2 separate regions of the Mus musculus genome follow, and region 1 is linked to region 2. A link is a contact called in public promoter capture Hi-C data. All regions are on one chromosome and are shown on one strand. The core of a region is the stretch at or near the end of the contact, and the rest is flanking DNA. Distances in the headings are between cores, read along the strand shown. Region 1 holds the start of 4933401H06Rik (RIKEN cDNA 4933401H06 gene). Region 2 holds the start of Slc9b2 (solute carrier family 9, subfamily B (NHA2, cation proton antiporter 2), member 2).

The links. Capture Hi-C pulls out chosen DNA fragments and counts their contacts.
Region 1: a promoter capture Hi-C map of liver shows a contact between it and region 2, with 5 times the contacts expected there. The contact joins the promoter of 4933401H06Rik here to the promoter of Slc9b2 in region 2. A contact is called at or near these places in 4 of 39 promoter capture datasets (the C10 cell line, embryonic stem cells, frontonasal cranial neural crest and 1 more), 1 of 15 datasets of contacts at CTCF or cohesin (the NIH/3T3 cell line), 2 of 115 datasets of contacts at active chromatin or transcription factors (bone marrow-derived macrophages and embryonic stem cells) and 1 of 9 other capture datasets (liver).

The regions. Positions count from the first base shown.
Region 1 is chr3:135,838,812-135,841,807 of GRCm38.p6, reverse strand. 4933401H06Rik (RIKEN cDNA 4933401H06 gene) reads left to right here and starts at 1,539. Exons shown (of 5, transcript NR_040540.1): 1 at 1,539-1,701; 2 at 1,974-2,177. The region is part of intron 2 of Slc39a8 (solute carrier family 39 (metal ion transporter), member 8); the gene reads right to left.
Region 2 is chr3:135,306,304-135,309,059 of GRCm38.p6, reverse strand. It overlaps Slc9b2 (solute carrier family 9, subfamily B (NHA2, cation proton antiporter 2), member 2), which reads right to left and starts at 1,360. Exons shown (of 13, transcript NM_178877.6): 1 at 1,279-1,360. All of the region lies in intron 1 of Gm46826 (a long non-coding RNA gene), which reads left to right.

The sequences.
Region 1 (2,996 bases), core at 290-2,789, 530 kb before region 2:
TATGGATGACTGCTGTGGGCATAAGGCTTGTTTGTATAATAATGCACATATTTCACATTCCTCCTAGGAATGTCTTCTTTGTTAACATTAATGTCTCCAGGATAATCTGACAACATGGGTCCAGGTGAAGAAGGTGTGGCTAATGTCTCAGCAAAATGGTAAAGGCTGGGACCTTCAGGACAGCCCTTAAGGCTATGGGAAAGACCTATAAATACATGAGTTCAAAATATATATAATTTCTCAACTATGCAAAACATAAGAGTGCAATATGAATTATGGGGGCTTCATGAATCTAAAGGAACAAAGGCAGCTACACTCTGAGCTAGACTGTCAGAAAGACACAAAGGCAGGCAGATTCCTGAGTTCAAGATCAGCATGTATGCTTACAGTCTTTTAAGAATCAAAGGACTGCGGTCACGGGATGTTGATTCAAAATATAATCAAAAGGAAACCTGGAATAAATAACTGAATTGATATGTAAATTAAAAAACTGGGCTTTTGGTCTGCATGAGATGAGCTAGCAAAAGGCGATAGCAGTTGTTTAGAAATTCTCTCTAGTGAGAGCTGGGCTCTCTAGAAATCTCTGGAGAGCAAAACAGCTCTTCAAGAATTTTTTCTTACCAAGATTTCTGACTTAGTCGGAAGATCCAATAATTTTTTATAGCAGCTTCTCTGACTAAACCCAGACAGCATTTAGAACTTTTACCTACAGAGAGAGCTGTCTCAACCAGACAGTTTTTAGATGAGACAGACAGACAGACAGACAGACAGACAGACAGACTGACTGACTGACTGGAAAGCCATCTCAGCAGAACCTGAGTGGGCAGCTTGAACCCATGATTTGACTTTGAGTCGTTCTTTCTGCCACTCCCAGACACCCCTTCTCTCAGAACCCCACTCCAATGCCAAGGCTGGTCCTTGACAAAGAAATAACATCTTGGGAATATAAATTGTCCAAGATTAGCTCATAGGAGGTGAAGAGAAGATTCAAGTCTCATGTTTTCCCGTTACTAAGCAATTAGAGATTGACTGTTATGTCTTCTTCATTAAACATGGAGAGTAACTCAAATAATAAAAAGAAAATCCACAGGATCCTGCAGGGAACTGTATTTTATTGGGCCTACTAGTTTTTAGGGTCATAAAGTTAAATTGCTCTTTAAACTACTTAGGATCCTTGTGAGTGGGGACGGGGGAGGTGGGGAACAGAGATCACTTAAATACAGTTCTATCTCTCCCTTCTATCCCCATCTTTCAAATGGGAAAGCTGGGGTCCACAAAGGTTTCATTCAAGCAACAGAAACTAACAACTGACCCCAATGTCTCAAACATAGGCTCAGACTCCTAACACAGCTGGGGAGAGCCCGGCGTGGTCACGTGCTTCCAGCAATGAATGTGGACCATCTGGATACAGACTCTCTACAGCTGTTTAGATCCGGGACTCTCTCCTACAGCAGAGGCAGCCTGTCAGTGCACCTGAACTGCCGCTGCGCACGTTGCATACGTAACATAACGTAACGTAACGTAATGTAACGTACTCTGTGAGACCAGGACAATGGATTACATTAAAGAAGGAAAATGTGAAGACTGAAAATGCTTCTCTGATGAGAAAGCAGCCACCTAGATCCCACGAGCTCATGTTACCGTAATATTTACTAATAGGACTCTGACAATGCCTGGCGCATAACAGTTCCTGGTAGACAGGTGACAAATAAAATAAAATAAAATAAGAATAAAATAAAAACAGGGATAAATAAAGTGGAAAGGAGTGATGAGCTCTTGGCTGCTTGTGTATGTAACCAAAGGTACAAGAGTAACTGAAACAAAACAGGTGCAGAAATCTCCGTGACAGTAGATTAGTGTGGGGCACCTAGCTTAGATCCCAACCATTTAAAGTGCAGCTTTGAAAGTAACTATCGGGAAGTCTCTTCTAACCTGGAAGAAAAGCGATCGTTTCACCGATTTATCTCTTCAAGGGTCACTGACAGGTGTCACAAAGTCTGGTTGGTGGCTTACAGGCATGACACAACAGGAACATTCGAAGCAGGAGTGGACGAGAAAACGGCAGATCTGTCCGCTGTGATGACGGGATTACCTAACTCGGTGACCAGACACCTTGGTGTCCCTCCCTTTACGCGTCTCCAGCTCGCTGTCTACCAGCCTCTCCCAAGTCTACCATTGTAAGTGCCTCTTCAGAGTTGACACAATCTTTCTTGGCTTGACTTTTGGACACATTCTTAACACCATTAAAAGAGAAGGTTTGAGCAAGAAACACTCCAGACGAATAATCCTCTAGGAGGCCGAACTAGGGATGACAAGTATTCTCTGATATCAGTGCTTCCATTTTTATCTCACGCCTTCTTATGCTTCTTACTTAGGGCTGAATGGTGCGCATGTATTCAGAAACACACGCAAACACACATTCACACACACACATATATACACACATAGGAACACGCAGATATACACATACACCACTCACAGTCACACATACACACGCACTAAAACATACTGAAATACACATATATCAGATCACACAGATACGTGGCCACGTACAAATATGCTTACATACATACATACATACATGCATGCATGTGCACATACACACATACATTCTTCCAAGTCTTTCTGAAGAGCATATGAAGACTTCTTCTCTAGAATATATTATTATAAAGACAAAAATGTCTAATGAATTAGACACTATTAGGAAAAACTCCTTATGAAGCCGTGTGTAGAGATAGCATTGCTACGACAAGGCAGGTAAAGTGCAATTTACAGACAAAGACGCCCATATGTTGAGAATGTTCGTATCTAGGTCCTAAATTATGAGTGGTTTTTTTTTTCCTTTCTGCTTATCTAGCTTTCCCAATTTTAAACAATGTACTTGTGTTTCTATGGGGATCCATCCCATAACCAGACACTATTGTGGATGCCAACAAGAGCTTGCTGACAAGAGCCTGATATAGCTGTCTCCTGAGAGGCTCTGCCAGTGCCTGACG
Region 2 (2,756 bases), core at 111-2,610:
TCTTTCTTTCTTTCTTTCTTTCTTTCTTTTTTTAAATTCTGTCTTCACACACACCAGAAGAGGAAATCAGATCCCATTAGAGATGGTTGTGAGCTACCATGTGGTTGCTGGGAATTGAACTCAGGACTCTTAACTACTGAGCCATCTCTCCAGCTCTCCTTCTGGCTCATTCTTAATTCCTCTTGTGGGTACTCCAAAAGGGCTGAGAATATAGTTGATGGGGTTGTAACCCTAAAGACTTTTTATGCCAGAAAATATATAACATGCCCTAGTCAGTGGGTTGGTGAGTTTTTTGTCAACTTGACATAAACTAGAGTCATCTGGAAAGAGGAAATCTAAATTAATAATATGCCTCCATCAGATTGGCATGTAGACAAGTGTGACAAGACATTTTCTTGACTAATGTTTGTTGGGGGGTAGGGCCCAGACCACTGTGGGTCCCCATGGCGGTCCTGGAGCCTATAAAAAGGCAAACCGAGGTAGCCATAGAGAGCAAACCTGTAAGCAGCATCCCTCCATAGCTTCTATTTAGTTCCTGCCTTGAGTGTCTACCGCAAATTCCCTTCTTTGGACTGTGAGCCTGTGATATGAAATACATCTTTCTTCCCCATGTTGCTTGTGCTCCTGGTGTGTATCACAGTTACAGGGGGCTGTCACTTTGCCCACGTCCCCAGAGCAGCGTGCATGCTCAGGATCTAAAGTCTTGTTTAGGCATACTCTGATCCCAGAGCTGCGTTCTGAACTCCTGGAGGGTGGAAACGGTATGCAATCCACACGTGATTATCTCCTGTGCCTGCTTAGCTCAGAGAAGACATGCAGGTGTCTGCTGAACCTTCAAACCTATGAATCGGTAATCCAGCACCCACCCACGATGCAGCATCTGTATCTGCTAAGGGGCGGGGCCGTCTCAGAGGGAAAAGAGAGTAGACCTGCTCCAGGCAACTGCTCCACGGTCCACCTTACTTGCTGGGGGCTTAAAGCTCCCTGCCGTTAATGTTTTGGTGAAATCAATCTCACCGGAGTCTGAGCAAGTGTGTGACAAGAAGCTGATGCCTGGCAAGTAAGAGGGCTACAGCTCACGTGCTCTGAGCAGGCATCACATTGTCTAGGGTCTAGACTTGAAGATCCTCAGCACCCAGTCCAAAAACTGAGAGCTAAAACAAAAACAAGGAAAACCCCCGCTCGAACACACACACACACACACACACACACACACACACACACACACACATTCCCGTACCAGCTATGCGCATGGGTTGTTTGCTCGGTGCTACTCACCTCATTGCTGGCAGTCTGCGCAGGCCTCCTGGCTTCCGTTGAGTGGGAGTTGAGCCTAGGTTTACCAAGGCGTGCTAGGTTAGGGCGGTGCTGTGGCTGGGGGCCGGCGGAAAACAGGGAGGTCCAGTGGCGCGGGGCGGGGTAGGGAGGGGCGGGGCAGGGAGGGGCAGGGCGGGGCACACTCTCAGTTCAGGGCTCTGCTCATTCAGCCAGAGGGAGACCCTGGCCCACGCGCCCCAGCTTCCAGCAGCCTCTGGCCACCTCTCAAGGCTAAGAGCAGCAGGCTCTCTCACTGTTCCTGAATCTCCTAAATTCTGTAATCCGACGCAAATTCCAGGACTCTCAGTGTCTTCTCACAGGCAGGGTTCTTTCCTTCAGGTGACAAATGGCGGAGTGAAACCTTGGGCCAGTGTCTGTCACTGTGAGCCTCTTGCTATGTTGTTTTACTGTAACGCTCCCTCCCATCAGCCATTTAATTTTTTATTTCTGACTTCCAGTTTGGTGTCTTCCTCCCTCCCCCCCCCTCCCCGTTTAAATCGGAGTTGGAGTTTGTTAGGAGATTTTAACATAGATTTTAAATATTAGGGGTAAGGGGATGAAATTCTCCCAAGCAGAAAGATACATCCAAGTCCAAGTGGGGGTTTATGAGCATCTCAAAGGAGTTGCTCTCGTCCATTATCTGGTCTTACTCTTTGAGCAAGTGCTAAGTTCAGTCTTGGATTTCAAGCATGCAGGTGTATTAAGCACATTTCTATTCCAGACAGAAATCCTCCGAATGAACCTAGGCTCCATCCAGTACCCTTTCTCAGAGGAAATGAAATGATTCTTTTCCTAAAACGAACTCATTTTCTAAAACTTGCAAAAATTTCCATTCTCATTGGCTTCCTCTTCCTGCAGAACTAAGACATATTTTCCTCCCCCAACCCTTTGGTCATATGATGTTCATTTGATATGCCTTGATTTTATTGGCGTGAGTGGAAAACATTGAACTTTTGGGCTAGATTCACTCTGGTTTCATTGCTTGTAACCTCTGAGCTCTGACAGAAGTAACGGAACATCTCTCTGTTGCAGAGGTCACTGTGTTTAAACGAATTCATTTGTTTTTAACTATGTGTGTTCCTGCTCACAACACACATGATGCTCTACTCCTGAAGGGACTCTGGTCAGCTTGAGGTGGCAAGCATGGCTCAGGCATTTCCCTCTGCACTGCTAAAACCATTAGATTCCATTCCTAAAGCTAGCCACCTAGGCTCATTCCCTTAATTGGCCACTTCTTTCTCCTGAGGCTGACTACCAAGGTCCAACTATCAAAGGATTGAAGTCCAGCAATTGAAAGCCCCTTCGGTTCATCTAATTAACATGCCTGATTAAAATTAAACACTTCATCCTAACATGAGGTTTCCCCTTGTACCTTAAACTGCCATTTTCCTGTATGCCACATCTGTCACCTCTCTATCCAGAGGCAGTCCTTGATCACC